Regions from separate parts of the Mus musculus genome. Here region 2 is linked to region 1. Evidence: chromatin contacts called from public HiChIP or PLAC-seq data. All regions are on one chromosome and are shown on one strand. The core of a region is the stretch at or near the end of the contact, and the rest is flanking DNA. Distances in the headings are between cores, read along the strand shown.

Region 1 (6,395 bases), core at 1,370-3,869:
AGAGTAATTGGCGAGGGTTTAGTGTCTGTGACCATACCTGCTTCTACACACTCTAACCCAGCTGCTGGCACAGGGCAGGCTTAAATATAAGAAACACAGTGCCCGCTGAATTCGGAGACATCATACAATCCACACTCTAGACATTTCGTTATGAATCCATTCACTTGAAACTGCCAAAGAATTTCAAACTTCTCTTTTGAGTCCACTTATCATGGTACTATCTTTGTGTAACATTTCACACTGAGTTACTGATAGAGTGCTAAGAGAGTCCCACAAAACAGAAACACGTTTATAAAAATCGAAGAAGAAAATCTCAATTATCTTTTCTTAAGGCAAACAAAAGCCATAAAATACTCTTTAGGGCACTGTACTGGCTAGTTTTGTGTCAACTTGATACAGCTGGAGTTATCACAGAGAAAGGATCTTCGGTTGAGGAAATGCCTCCATGAGATCCAACTGTAAGGCATTTTCTCAATTAGTGATCAAGGGGGAAAGGCCCCTTGTGGGTGGGACCATCTCTGGGCTGGTAGTCTTGGTTCTATAAGAGAGCAGGCTGAGCAAGCCAGGTGAGGCAAGCCAGTAAGTAACATCCCTCCGTGGCCTCTACATCAGCTCCTGCTTCCTGACCTGCTTGAGTTCCAGTCCTGACTTCCTTTGGTGATGAACAGCAGCATGGAAGTGTAAGCTGAATAAACCCTTTCCTCCCCAACTTGCTTCTTGGTCATGATGTTTGTGCAGGAATAGAAACCCTGACTAAGACAGGCACCCATAGAAGTAAAAGATGTTAACAGGCTCCAGATATGGCATCAATTATACTATGCTGAGTAGCTTTGGGGCAGTCAGTTTACTTCGCTGACCCACAGGCTCCTCAGGAGTAGAACAAAGATGCTTTCTGCATCTTGTAATGTGAGGATAAGCAAGCTCTAAGAACGACTAACAAATGGTACTGTCACAATCTGGAGCCAAAAGATGAACTTAGACCCAAACGGATTGCCCATATCATCCCTTCAGAATCTAGCCAGGAGATAAACACAAGGAGAGATTCAAAGAGCAAAACTTCCACAGGAAACATCCATTGCTTTTTAAATTTTAAGTTTGATACCAAAAGCAAGAACTATGGATGAACAAATCAACAAGTAGGATGCCCTCAAAATGATAAACCCTCTGCTCCTCAAGAAGAAAAGAAATGAGTGGCCGACTTAAGTACCTGGGAAAGTAAAGAGAGACAACAGTAACAAATGACGATAAAGCAGAGGTAAACAAGGACCCTCAGAGATGGAGATTCAAATAGATCAGACACATTAAAAAAATTACACACACACACACACACACACATACATACATAATTCAGCTATTCCACTCTGAAATCAACTGAAACACATTCCCATACAAAAAAATCCATTAAAAAATTTTTGTCATTATTTACAAATTCGTTCATACAGATGAACGAATGCAAAGGCTGCCACGTAGTCACTCAACAAATTAGCAAGAGAAAAAAATAACATAAGTATATGCTGAAAGAACCTGGACCAATAGAGCTCACATGCTATGTGATTCTTATCACATACAACTGGAAAAACACTAACACTGGCTCCCTGGGGATGGAGGCAAACATGCCACGGGATGCAAGGAAACTTCTTGGATAACACTTGTTTTCACTCTTGCAACTATGATAAGGTCACAAGTATATTCCTAAACATATGCCATAACTTTACATTTGCACAGCTTACTGTAGTCTAGTTAAGTCTAGAAAGGGGTTACACTATTGTCTGAATTCTTCAGCTTCGGGGCATCTCCTTCAGGAGAAATTTTGCTCTAAAATTTTTAAAGTAATTTTAAAAAGCAAGTACAGCGTGATCCATTTGAACTTTGAAAAGCACGATGGGGTTGGGGGACAGATATGCTTGTGACACTTCTAGCGGTAATGAGCATAGCTAGTATAGGAGTCGCCTGGGGTGGGGGAGAGACGCATGCTGGGTAACAGTTCTGGGGAAAATAGGGGTGACCATGTCTGGAATCGCTCATGTCAGATGGCAGACTCATGCTGGGGACATTGGCATAACGGGGTGTCCACCCGTCGTAACCCTGAGCAAGAGATAGATGCACGGTGGGGACTTTGGGTATAAGGGGGTGTGTCCATGCCTGAGGGTTTTCCAGGGCGTGAGACAGACACATACTGGGAACCAAGGGTGTAAAGCAGGATGGCCAGCCTGAGGTCTTCCAGGTATGGGGTAAGGAGGAGGTGGGACCTCCACACCTGCGGCCTCTCAGGGCAAGGGGATACACGCTGAGGACCTGGGGTGTAGAGGCGACCCGGCCACCCTGAGGTCGCCCGCGGAGGCCCGCTTTCACCAGCTCTGTCACCCCAGGCGCCCACCTGCATGTTCCTGAGCAGCTGGAAGATCTCCATGGTGCGGTACACGATGTCCTGCACGGTCTCCTGCCCGATGCGGCACAGCGTGGCCGTGTTGACCTCGCGCGCGGCCTGCTGAGCCTGCGGGCCGCCGAAGGGCCCGGACGCCATGCCCGTGGGCGCCAGCGGAGGGGTGGACATGGCACCCCCGGCGGCTCGGGTCCGGCGCGAGCCCACTCGGCCGATTTCAAAAAAGCGGCGCCACTTCCGCCCGCCGCGATGCAAGCGCTGTACCGGAAGACTGGCGCCTCGCGGAGCCTGACGCGATTGGGCTCCGCAGTTGGGAACGGTAAGACAGACAGGAAATTACCCAATCAGAAGTAGAGTTCTGCCCAGGGGGCGGTACCAGTGATAGATGGGGTGGGCTTTCCCAGAGTTCTGTCTGTGCCCTAAGTTGTGTGTCTGGCTGGTTCTCTGCTTCTGTTGGGTTCTTGCAGAGCATTCTTTCTCATAACAAACCTATGAGACATGTCTAATTACAGATAGGATGCAGGTTCAGAGGGCTTGAACTAGTTGTTGCACTGGCAATCTTCTGTTCAAAGTCAGAAAACATGATTTCTGTTCTTGTACGCTTCTGGGTAACAAGAAACCCACCACCAGGATTGCTTTTGTTCCCTGTTTGAGTATTTTCCAAGTTCCTCTAAGTAATACACCTGTAGACATGCACTACTTTCTGATTGTGAAACTCCAGTAATAATCCCTCCCCAATGTACATCTGAAATTGCAGCCCCAGATACTTCTCTGCATTTCCCATACATGTCTACAAAATATTAATATGTAAATTAGACACAGTAAGACATTAATGGTAATGTAAATATAGCAATATATTACAGTTACTCCTAACTTGACTGTGCTAACTATTCCTAACTATGCTGTGCCCAGGATAGAAATAGCATAGTAAAAAGTTCAGTAGAAGCTGCCCTCATAGAGAATAAACATTAATTACTGTGATGACTGTGTTAGGATGAGAGCCCAAGGTCCTGACGTCAGGGTGCTCTTTAGTGGACCTTGTACAAGATGAAGGGAGTAAATCTGGGTCTTAAAAATAGATGAAAATGGAGCACTAATTACACCCAAATTGTAGCTTTGGAGACCCAGAAGCCATCACCAACACTTGAGGGAATGCTTTTATTATGGTGAGTATTGGGAAATATGATAGAAGACAGGTAAACAATGGAGGATCTAAAACCATGTAAGGACACTCTGACTGAGCGACAAAGCACATCATAGAAGTGTTTCAAGGAGACAGATCTAAACGTGAAATCTTCAGGACAGATTTAACTGGCTGTTCAGTGGAGAGAGGCTGGTGAATGGTGAGTGCTGCTTCCCTCCTCTTGAAGTTATTGATGCAGATGATCTGAATTAGTGAAGGACTCAGTGGGCGACTTGTTAGCGAAAATCTACAGAACCTGATGTTGTTATAGATGGGTGCATCTGGAGAAGAAGGAATAAAGAGAGCACCTACTTGTGACCTGAATAAATGGTGGAGCTTCTGCCATATCCAAAGAGAGGGAAGAAAAATCAAATTTCAAAGAAGCAGTTCATTCTGTTGTTTTCCTAATGCCTTGATAAAGCATTACCCCAAACTAACATTTTTAGAGCTCAGACACCCAAACCAACTTCAAGGTGGTGGCATGGCTGTGTTCTTTTCTAAACTACCAGGGACTTTCCAATATCTTGTCTTTTCCAGTTTCTAAGGGCTACATGCATTCTGGGTCTTACAGTTCCTTATTAGCTCAAAATGGATTTCTACCATATTTGAGGTCACCATACATTGCTACAAAAAGAGGAATTAGTCTTTGACCAACATTTATGAGAATGGAAAAAAATAGATCAAAACCATTTCCCCCTCAAGGTTCTCTTACAGTGAGTGCTACCTCTGCTTTTTTTCTGCTTCTCCCTTCTCCAGTCAAGGATCTTATGTTTGTGTTAAAATGACCCAAATAATTCAGGCTACCTTCTGATTTTAAGGTTAGATGTCCTGCAACTTCAGTTCTATTTACTACTTTAATCTCCAGCCTCCTTGTCATGTAATACATATTCACAGCTTCAGAGGATTGGGAGGTAAAAATTTTGGGGAAAGTGGCTGTGGTGGTTTGAATATGCTAGGCCCATAGGAAGAGGCACTATTAGGTGTGGCTTTGTTGGAGTAGGCGTGGCCTTGCTAGAGAAAATGAGGCACTATGAGCTTTGAAGTCCTATGCTCAAGCTCCATCTTTCATGGAAGAAAGCCTCCTCCTGGCTTCTTGTAGAAGACAGTCTTCTTCTGGCTGTCTTTGGATCAACTTTGTCTTTGGATCCTTCTCCAACTCTATGTCTGCCTATATGCTGCCTTGCTTCCTACTATTGTTACTACCTGCCGCCATTCCAAACTAGTGGTTTCAGAGGGATAAAAGCAGATAGGGGTGGTGGCTGGAGCACCAAGCTGAGAGTTCCCATCTTAAACCACAAACAAGGCACACACACACACACACACACACACACACACACACACAGAGAGAGAGAGAGAGAGAGAGAATAGCAACTAGAAATGGCATGAGTCAAATTCTCAAAGCCCACCTTTAATGAGACACTTTCAACAATAAGACCTCACTGCCTAAGTGTCCCCTAAACAAGTATCACCACTGTCCAAATTCCAAAATATGGGGATCCTCTTATTCAAAGCACCCAACAATGTATCAGCATTCAGTGGTTTCAAGCTGCAGAGATGTTTCCGTGAGTTCAAAGCTCAACACAGGTTCTGCCATCCCAATAATGCTCTGCATGCAATGTCATGCTTCCCCTAAGTCCTGGAGAATGTTTCTGTTCACATCACTAGAAACCCAGTGCCTTGTGTTAATAGGATGACCAATATCCACATTTTCTCACTGGTTATAAGACAGGCTGACAGAATATGTAAATGTTGCTTCCTCACCTGCCTCCAAAAGAAGGGCAACCTTCCAGAGTGGAGGTCCTGTGGCCTCCAAAGACAACTCTGTGAATCAAGAGTGCGGTTTTGCACCCAGAGACTGCCCCACCCGGGGATCCATCCCATATACAACCACCAAACCCAGACACTATTGCAGATGCTAGCAAGATTTAGCTCACACGACCCTGATATAGCTATCTCTTGAGAGGCTATGCCAGTGCCTGGCAAATACAGAAGTGGATGCTCACAGTCATCTATTGGATAGAACACAGGGCCCCTAATGAAGGAGCTAGAGAAAGTAACCAAGGAGCTAAAAGAGGTCTGCAACTCTATAGGAGGATGGCCTAGTCAGCCATCATTGGGAGGAGAAGCCCTTGGTCTTGCGAAGATCATATGCCCCAGTACAAGAGAATGCCAGGGCCAGGAAGTGGGAGTGGGTGGGTTGGGGAGCAGGGCAGGGGGAGGGTATAAGGGGCTTTGGGGATAGCATTTGAAATGTAAATGAAGAAAATATCTAATAAAAAAATAAAAGAGTGTGGTTTTGCATGGTAAAGAGCTGGGTGGTCACTCGGAGCTGGAGTAGAAAGACCTGGCAGAGAGACACAGAGGGAGCCCGGAACAGAGCAGAGATGTAGGCAGAGAAAGTCACGTGGAGAGCTCAAAGGACTGAGCAGTCCGGTTAAGTTAGATGGGCTAGCTGAGAGACTACCCCAGCAATCAGGCTAACAGCTCTAAACTATATAGATGGCGCCGTGTCTTTATTATTACTAAACCTCAACCAGGACCCCAAAGCCCCACAGTTGGCATTTTGTCTAGGCTCCGCCCCAGAGTTACCTGGCAATAGCCAGGTGTGCCTGACTTATTGTGAAATGGGCTTCTTGTCCCCTCCTCTCTTTCTTGTTCTTCTTACCCTCTTCCCTCTCTCTGCCTTCTCTCCCTTCCCCCTCCTCTTATCTCTCTCCACGTGCTCATGGCCAGCCTCTTTTCTCTCTCTCTCTCTCTCTCTCTCTCTCTCTCTCTCTCTCTCTCTCTCCTCTCCAACTCTCCTCTTCATGCCCTGAATAAGCTGTATTT
Region 2 (7,409 bases), core at 2,561-5,060, 590 kb before region 1:
ATTTGTCCCTCTGCCCACTTTGGAGCCTCTGGAATGATAGCTGTTGCCTCCAGAGGACTGAGAACTGTTTTCAAAGGCTCCATCTGGAGGCATATTTAAAAGCACGTCTTACAGCATGTGGCTGCACAGAGCTCCAGTCTTAATGAATGCACGGTGTGAGCTATATAATACTAATAATGCAAACTTCAACAAATTAGTCCTGTGAGTACACACATGCAGGCAAGGCTTTTTTCAATTTGGCTGGTCCCATAGGCAAGTCCAGTTGTAAACTGAAGGTCAGAATTTGTAACTACTGGTACCTTGGTTTTTTTGTTTGTTTTGATTTATTTTTGTTTTGGTTTGTTTTTAAATAAAAAGTCTTCTAGTGTGACAATTCAACAACACAGAATTCCTACAGAGATGTAAAGCCGTTCACGGTAGGTAAGGACCCCAACCTACAGAACATCTGCGTGTGTCTGGCCCATCAGGTGATGAGGTTGGAGCTCGTGGCCCTCGCCATGGTTCAGTCTGTCCTTGCACGATTTCAGTAGCCCTGCAGTGAAGCTTAGGAAAATGCTTCCTGTACTCCTGTGGGAGATAGAAGAGTGTTAAGGAGAGGTTTCTAGTGAACATTTCAACCCTGTTACAGTGTACACCTTTCATAGAGAAACTTCCAGAAGAACTGCCATGGAATGTGCCAGTTTGTGATAATTCTGAATGATGTGTGATTGCCATGATTAGCACTATAGTTCCTAAGCAGATACACACGTCTTTGTTTTTAAAAGGAACCTGATTTTTTTTTTTAATTTAAAAAAATTTTTGAAACTGCCACTGCCAGTTCTTTAAACTCAGTTGCTTTTATTTTAGTTCGTTCTTTCCCAGCCTGGACCCCCAAGATCTTCAACCTGATATGTATTTGCCTCTGCTGGCAAGTTTTTAAAAGTAGTTCAGATTAAGAAATAAAAATAAAGGCAGACTATGGTGGTGCATGCCTTTAATCCCAGCACTTGAGAGGCAGGGGCAGGTGGATCTCTGTGAGTTCAAGGCCAGCCTGGTCTACAAAGAGAGTCCCAGAACAATCAGGGCTACACAGAGAAACCCAGTCTCGAAAAACCGATGAATGAATGAATGAATGAATGAATAAATGAATGAATTGCACAGAAACGGTCACCTGCCAAAGGCTTGAGTTATTTTCCCTTGGAGCAGAGAAGAAATACTCTGTATTTCTGCTTTTTGGATATGTACTCTTAAACTTTGTGAACGCAGGCATCGGCACTATGTGAAGTCTCAGATTTCATAGTGTCCTAGTCCTGGTTAGGCGATGTTTGGTAGGAAGGACAGGGTGAGTTACAGAGCACATTAGGCAGAATCAATTGTGTGTTCTTCTTTTGGCAAGCAGGCCAGTGTGTTTCCTACAGCCTAAATGAAGGACTATTTTTTTCCTCACTCAAGGATCCAATTAAGCCTGTTTCCTGTTTAAGGCTCGGTGTGCCTACCTGCCCTTTTCGTGTTTGAGGCACAGCTCTTTTGAAATCCACCCTAATCATTCTTCCCGGTCACCTTTACTACTGCCAGCATTGCTCAGCAGCGCTGTCTCATATCTGGGCATGTTAACCTGCTATTTCTTCTGCTTGGAATCCCATGACACCTCCTTCCCTTTTTCCCTAGCTGGTGACCTGGTGTTCATTTACATAGACTCACATCAAACACTCCCACCTTGTAAAGTCCTGGGCTAATAAGGTGGGTAAGGCTGGCTCCTCCCCACCTTCCTGGTCCCATTCATGGTCTTTCTGTTCAGCATCAAGCACCAGCATTGGGAAGTACATGTTGTCTACCTGTCTCCCTCTGTAGGTGACAGCGTATTCTCCCTTGGATGTCTTTCTAGGCAAACCAGAGTGTTATCTATAGTGCCGTTTAATTATCTATTGAGCAAGCCAGTGTCCACACAGTTGAGCAGGTAACAGACAACCTTTTCATCTCACGACATTTGTGTCCCCCTGGGAAAGATTGTTGAGCAGTACAGACTATTATCTAGGAAATGAGATAAAGTCACCCAACAGGTGTATTTCCAGTTTCTAGAAACAAGTAAATGCTACCTACTACTTAGTGTCTGGTGACTCAGTTCCTTTCTTCCTTCCTTCCTTCCTTCCTTCCTTCCTTCCTTCCTTCCTTCCTTTGCTCTCTGATTTTTTTTTTTTTTAAACTTAGCACACTTAATTTGATTTATGTGTATGGCTGTTTTACCTGCATGTATGTCTGTGTACCAGCTGCATTCCTGGTGTCTGTGGAGGCCAGAAGCGGGAACTGGAGTTTACAGATGTTTGTGAGCTACCAGGTGTGTGCTGGGAATTACCTACTGAGCCATCTCTCCCGTGTGTTTGTGTTTTTAAGCTTTAACATGACAAACCATTTTCCCTCTGGAAGTTTTAAGTGGAATTTTTTTTACTATCTAAGGAATAACACTTTGAATTGCTTTTAAAGTTATGTCTTTTTATTTTACATGTATGAATTTGCCTGTACATTCATGTACCAAGCATACCACTTGTGTGCACTGCCCTTTGAGGCCAGTAGAGAGCTTCTAGTATCCTGGAATTGGAGTAACAGACAGTTGTAATCCACCATGTCCGTGCTGGGTCTTGAACTCAGGTCTTCTACAAGACCGCCAAGTATTCTTAGAGCTATCTCTCTTCTCTATACTTTCTGAGTTTTGAATCTCAGAAATCCCATTCAAAATATTTTCTCATTCGTCCTACTCAGTTTTTAAATGTGCAAAGTAAAAGTGATATCCTTTCTATTAATTTATCTTATGTGGGGATGGAATGGGTGTGTTATATGATGTATAAATCCTTTGTAAAGACAAACAGCTCTAATTATTGTGCATTTAAAATCATCAAATGTGTTTTGGCTGACCAACTTAACATGAAAGTGTCCTGCTTAGCAAGCCTCATTATAAATGATTGGCAGGCAGCTTAATCTTGAGGTTCAAGTTGTGACTGAAGTACTTTTCAAATTGTACCAGGACCAGGACATTCTTAGCCTGACAGAGGGGTGTCCTGAGGCAGCCATGGGGTATTTATATATTGTACGTTAGACATTGACCTTTTTAAAATTTGAGCATTTGGGTAAATAGCTTGGGTTGTTGAACTTTGTAGGATACAAAGTGTTTTTATGAGTATATAGAGAGACACTGATTCATAACTGATAGGCAATTTTATTAGCCCATTTTCTATGGGATGTATTTCTTTAACCCAAGAAAAATATCCGTCACCTCCCTGTTGGAAATCCTTCATTTTCAGGTCTTTCTTTGATGGAATCACTATCAAAGGAATCTCCCTTCCTCTTTTGGTTGAATATGCTTTTAATTTTGGAATGGGCTTTTTTAATTGTTAAGAATGAGCCAATTATAATACCTCAAACCATGGCGGAATGTGTTTTCTTTGCCATGCTCAGACTGGCTAGAGCCCCTTCACTAAATCCTACCAACAAAACACATCCAGTGTGTTTTAGAATGCGTGTTGTCAGGTCAGAGACCCGGAGCAAGGTTGAGGGAGGTAACTCACTCTCCGAGCCACTTAGCTACAGGGCACAAGTTGGTGGTGCTTCAGTGCCTGTTCAGGGCTTTCTCGTTTCAAACTCAGGCACCTCCTGTGCAAATCACATTGATGTTTGAGCAGCCATTTCCGTCTCTGCTTTTACTTTCTCATGATGTAAAGAAACAAAATGACACTAGGCAGAAACTTTGGAATAATAGAAAGCAGAGCTCTCTTCCTCAGACTGCTGTCCCTGGTGAAGAGTAGCAGACGTGTGCCAGAGGCTCTGCCACGTGATTCTGACCAGAAGCAGCTGGGCTAGGTGGTGTTTCAGCTTGTTCCTTGGCGTGTTGATGCAGCCCTTAATTGCTGAAAGTACAGACCTCTTTTTAACAGAATCTCCTTTAAGGGAAGGGCCGCGCTGCAGCATGACCCGGAAAATGGAGGCTTTTAAAGCAACAGGGAATGTAAATGGCCTTCCCCAACAGAGGCCACTCAGATTGGTTCCTCCAGCTGAGGAAACTTAAATGCTCGAGGAAGGCGAATGTCTGTCTTCCAAAACCACGGGGATCAATGTCCTAAGAGGGAAAGCGGGTAGCTTCAGGGTTTTTTATTTTTATTTTTTAAATTTATTATTTTGTGGGTTTGGATATTTTGCTTCCTAGTATGTCTGGGCGTTATGGGCCTGTAGTGCCCCTGAGAGCCATAAGAGGGGGTTGGATCCCCTGGGCCTAGAGGGTAACTCCTGGTAGTTGTGAGCCATGGTGTGGGTGTCAGTGATCTAACCTAGGTATTCTGGAAGAACAGGGAATGCTAATTAATTGCTAAGACATTTTCCCTGCCCCCGCCCCCCATAGCTGCAGCTTAAATCTTCTCAAGGTAGGGGCAGGTATTGCCAGCTCAGAGTGGCAGAGGAGATGTTCTCCGTAAGGGAAAGGGGGGGGGTGCGGGGAGGGAGGGGGCTAGAATGAGTTGTCAGAAGCTGGTGGTGTGGAATTGAATGACAGCCCCCCCAACTTCTAAGTTAGGGCCAACTGGTGCTTTTAAAAACAACCTTGGGCTAGACTCAGTCTGCAGGGTTTTTCTAGGCTCCATTCTTGATACCCACGAGTGGTATCCTACCACAGAAAATCTAAGAAAATTTATGTTATCTTTTCAACAAGAACATAACCTATAAGAAAAAAGAGAAAAAAGCCATTTATTTATAAATACTCAGGAATTACTTGTACATCTTGCAAAGTGTTGGAAGCTTTGTAATCTTGTGTGTGTGTGCGTGTGTGTATATGTGTGTGTGTGTTGAGTAGCCACTCCTGGTGACTCTGATGCTTGTGGGTATCTGCAGTGGTTCCCCAGGTCTGCATGTGCTAGAGTCATAAATGCAGGGCTGTAGAGCTGTGTTCTTTATGGAACCATATTTTAGTCCCAGCATTCTTTTGGATTAGAGTGCAAGTTTTTAAATCCGTGGAACAGTTAGTAGGCTACACAGGCTCTATGCATTGAGGTTTTCCCTCTGTTTTATCATACTTTTCAACCAGGTGCCAGTCAACGAAACAGAAACATGCCGAGTATTATGGGATTAAAGGATTTATTATAGAAATTGGCCCTTCCTCAAATATGAGAGATGCTAGGGGAAGCGAAGGTGCTGCGGGGGAGTGAGAGGATTAAAGGAAAGTTCACGTGAAGCCCTGGAGTAGGGGTGGGCAGGTCAGAAGTGGAGGCTGCTGAGTGGACCACAGGGGATGGGTACACAAAATCTCTGAAGTCTGTTGTGTCTCCTCTGTGCAGTTCTCAGCATGTGGCCTAAGCCAGGCAGTTGCTGATGGGCTGAGCCTCTGCCCATCAGCTGGGCCCTTAGACTGGAAGGTGAGAACAGAAGAAAGGAAGAGCAGGCTGGCAGCTGCAGTCGCCTTCCGCAGGCTCACCTGCATCTTGTGGGGAGGTGGGGAGGCGGGCATAGCCTTACTTTCCCTTTGCAAATCATAGGAGGGCAAAGTTCAATACCGCGTAACCTATGGCTTAGAAGAACCATGCCCTTCAAACTACCCCTGAGAGCTGTTGGCTCTGTCTCCTGGCCTCACTAAAAATAATTAACTGTTCTTAAACTTAGGAGTGAAATAACAGATTTTTTTGACTGCTGGACAGGCCACATTAGGCACTTTTCTGTGAATTTGCCCTGGACAGGCCACGGGAGGCTCTTTTCTGTGACTCTGCCCTGGACAGGCCACAGGAGGCTCTTTTCTGTGACTCTGCCCTGGACAGGCCACAGGAGGCATTTTTCTGTGAATTTGCCCTGGACAGGCCACAGGAGGCACTTTTCTGTTTAGGAACCACCTAGGCGTTCCTCCTAGCATCTTATCAGCTGATCATATGCACATCGAGATTAACGATTTTCATCTGACTTTCTTCCTGGAAAAATTGGGTCTGGAGGATTGTAGAAATAAAGAAGCAAAACTGGATAGAGAAACTTTGGAGTGTGGACTGACAGGAGCTTAGTTCAACTTTGCCTTGAGTTAAAAATAAGGAAATACACAGATAAACACAGACACACAGTCTCTCTTTCTCTCAGCACCCCCATCATATGGATTCATTTATCTATGGTTATATCTAGTGATGCATTTATCTGAGTTTATATTCACTGCAATTATCCAATCTGTTTCAATGGGAATTTTATGAGTATTTAACTTACGAGTAATTAAAAAATATTCTGTATCAGATAGTTGAGAAATCTTTCCAAAGATGGTCTAGTTGCCGAAATTGCCAGTCTTTGTCTTTCCAGCACATAAGAAACTCAAAAAGCAGCCTTAACATGGCTTTGCCTCTTTCCCATCAGTTGGTGTAAAAATTGGCTTTTCTCTGTTTGAGGAGATGCTGGGATAAATGTAAGCTCCCGGTACCTAATTTGCCACCCCATTACCTGACCACAGTGTTGCCAGAGAGGTTCAATCTCTGCAGGAAAGGGAAGCATATTTGTAAGTCTGTGGCTGGAGCTGGCAGTGTTTGCCAAAGCAGAAGCTGCTCTTCGGTGATACTTCAACTTTTTATTGAAATATTGGCTACTTCTCCTCCTTGACTGGTAGCTCCGGTGGCTGCTGAACAAGATAAGGTAAATTGCTTTCAAACCATAGGGCATTAATTTGGAAGCCCGAGAGCAAGCGCAGAGAGGCAGGTTTTTCCTCCTCATTTCCTACAGCTGAAACTGAACAGTTTATCGCTGACTCCCAAGTTGGTGGATCCTCGTTAGTAAGCAAGTGTTCCTTGTCGTAAACACGACCACCGGCTTTCCTCCTTATGCAGTGTGTTGTCTGTGTCTGTGTCTGTATCTGTATGTGGACAGAGCAGAGAGTCGTGTGGTATCGCTATATCCCTATGAGGGTGTATCCTTCTGAAGCTATTAAATGACAGGCAGAGGTAGTCGTTTGAGTGGGTGCAGATCATTTAAAGATTTTAAGAGAGGAGATGTGAAGTGTTTTGGTGTGAATGTGTGTGCGCCTGTGTGAGTAGCATGAACTAGACTGGATAATTGTAGTACGCGTACACTCAGATAAAATGTTTTGGTGTGAATCTGAAATGGCCCCATAGGTTCGGCTTGTGCCTGAGTCCTTAGCTTGGGGAGTGGATTTGGAGGCTGTAGAGCCTTTAGAAGGAAGGACCTGGCTGGCGGGAGGCCATTAGGAGTAGGCCTTTGAAGGTTGTACATGCTTCTGGTTCTGGAATGTTCTTTCAGACTCGTGCTCTGGCCTATCAAACCATTCTGGAGAAACTGCTACCACACTCTCCCGACAATGGTCATGGCTGCCCCTAGTAGACTTTCATTACCATGATGCATGGAGTCTATTCTGAAACCATGAGCCAGGAGAAAGCTTTTATCTCCTACATTGCTTTTGTCATAGCGACAAGACA

What was found. HiChIP or PLAC-seq counts read pairs in DNA pulled down with a chosen protein or histone mark.
Region 2: an H3K4me3 HiChIP or PLAC-seq map of embryonic limb bud shows a contact between it and region 1, with 4 times the contacts expected there. The contact joins the enhancer-like site here to the promoter of Med30 in region 1. A contact is called at or near these places in 6 of 39 promoter capture datasets (the 3T3-L1 cell line, the C10 cell line, liver and 2 more) and 4 of 115 datasets of contacts at active chromatin or transcription factors (astrocytes, embryonic limb bud, forebrain and 1 more).

What each region holds. Positions count from the first base shown.
Region 1 is chr15:52,708,669-52,715,063 of GRCm38.p6, reverse strand. Med30 (mediator complex subunit 30) reads right to left here and starts at 2,619. Exons shown (of 4, transcript NM_027212.2): 1 at 2,378-2,619. The coding sequence starts at 2,554.
Region 2 is chr15:53,295,777-53,303,185 of GRCm38.p6, reverse strand. The region is part of intron 1 of Ext1 (exostosin glycosyltransferase 1); the gene reads left to right. Among named protein-coding and RNA genes, the nearest start is that of Ext1, 47 kb to the left of the region's middle. Within about 2 kb of position 3,810, at least 43 of the 459 cell types and tissues checked have an H3K27ac peak or open chromatin away from gene starts, as enhancers often do. A contact at or near this core is called in embryonic limb bud, where this site is marked.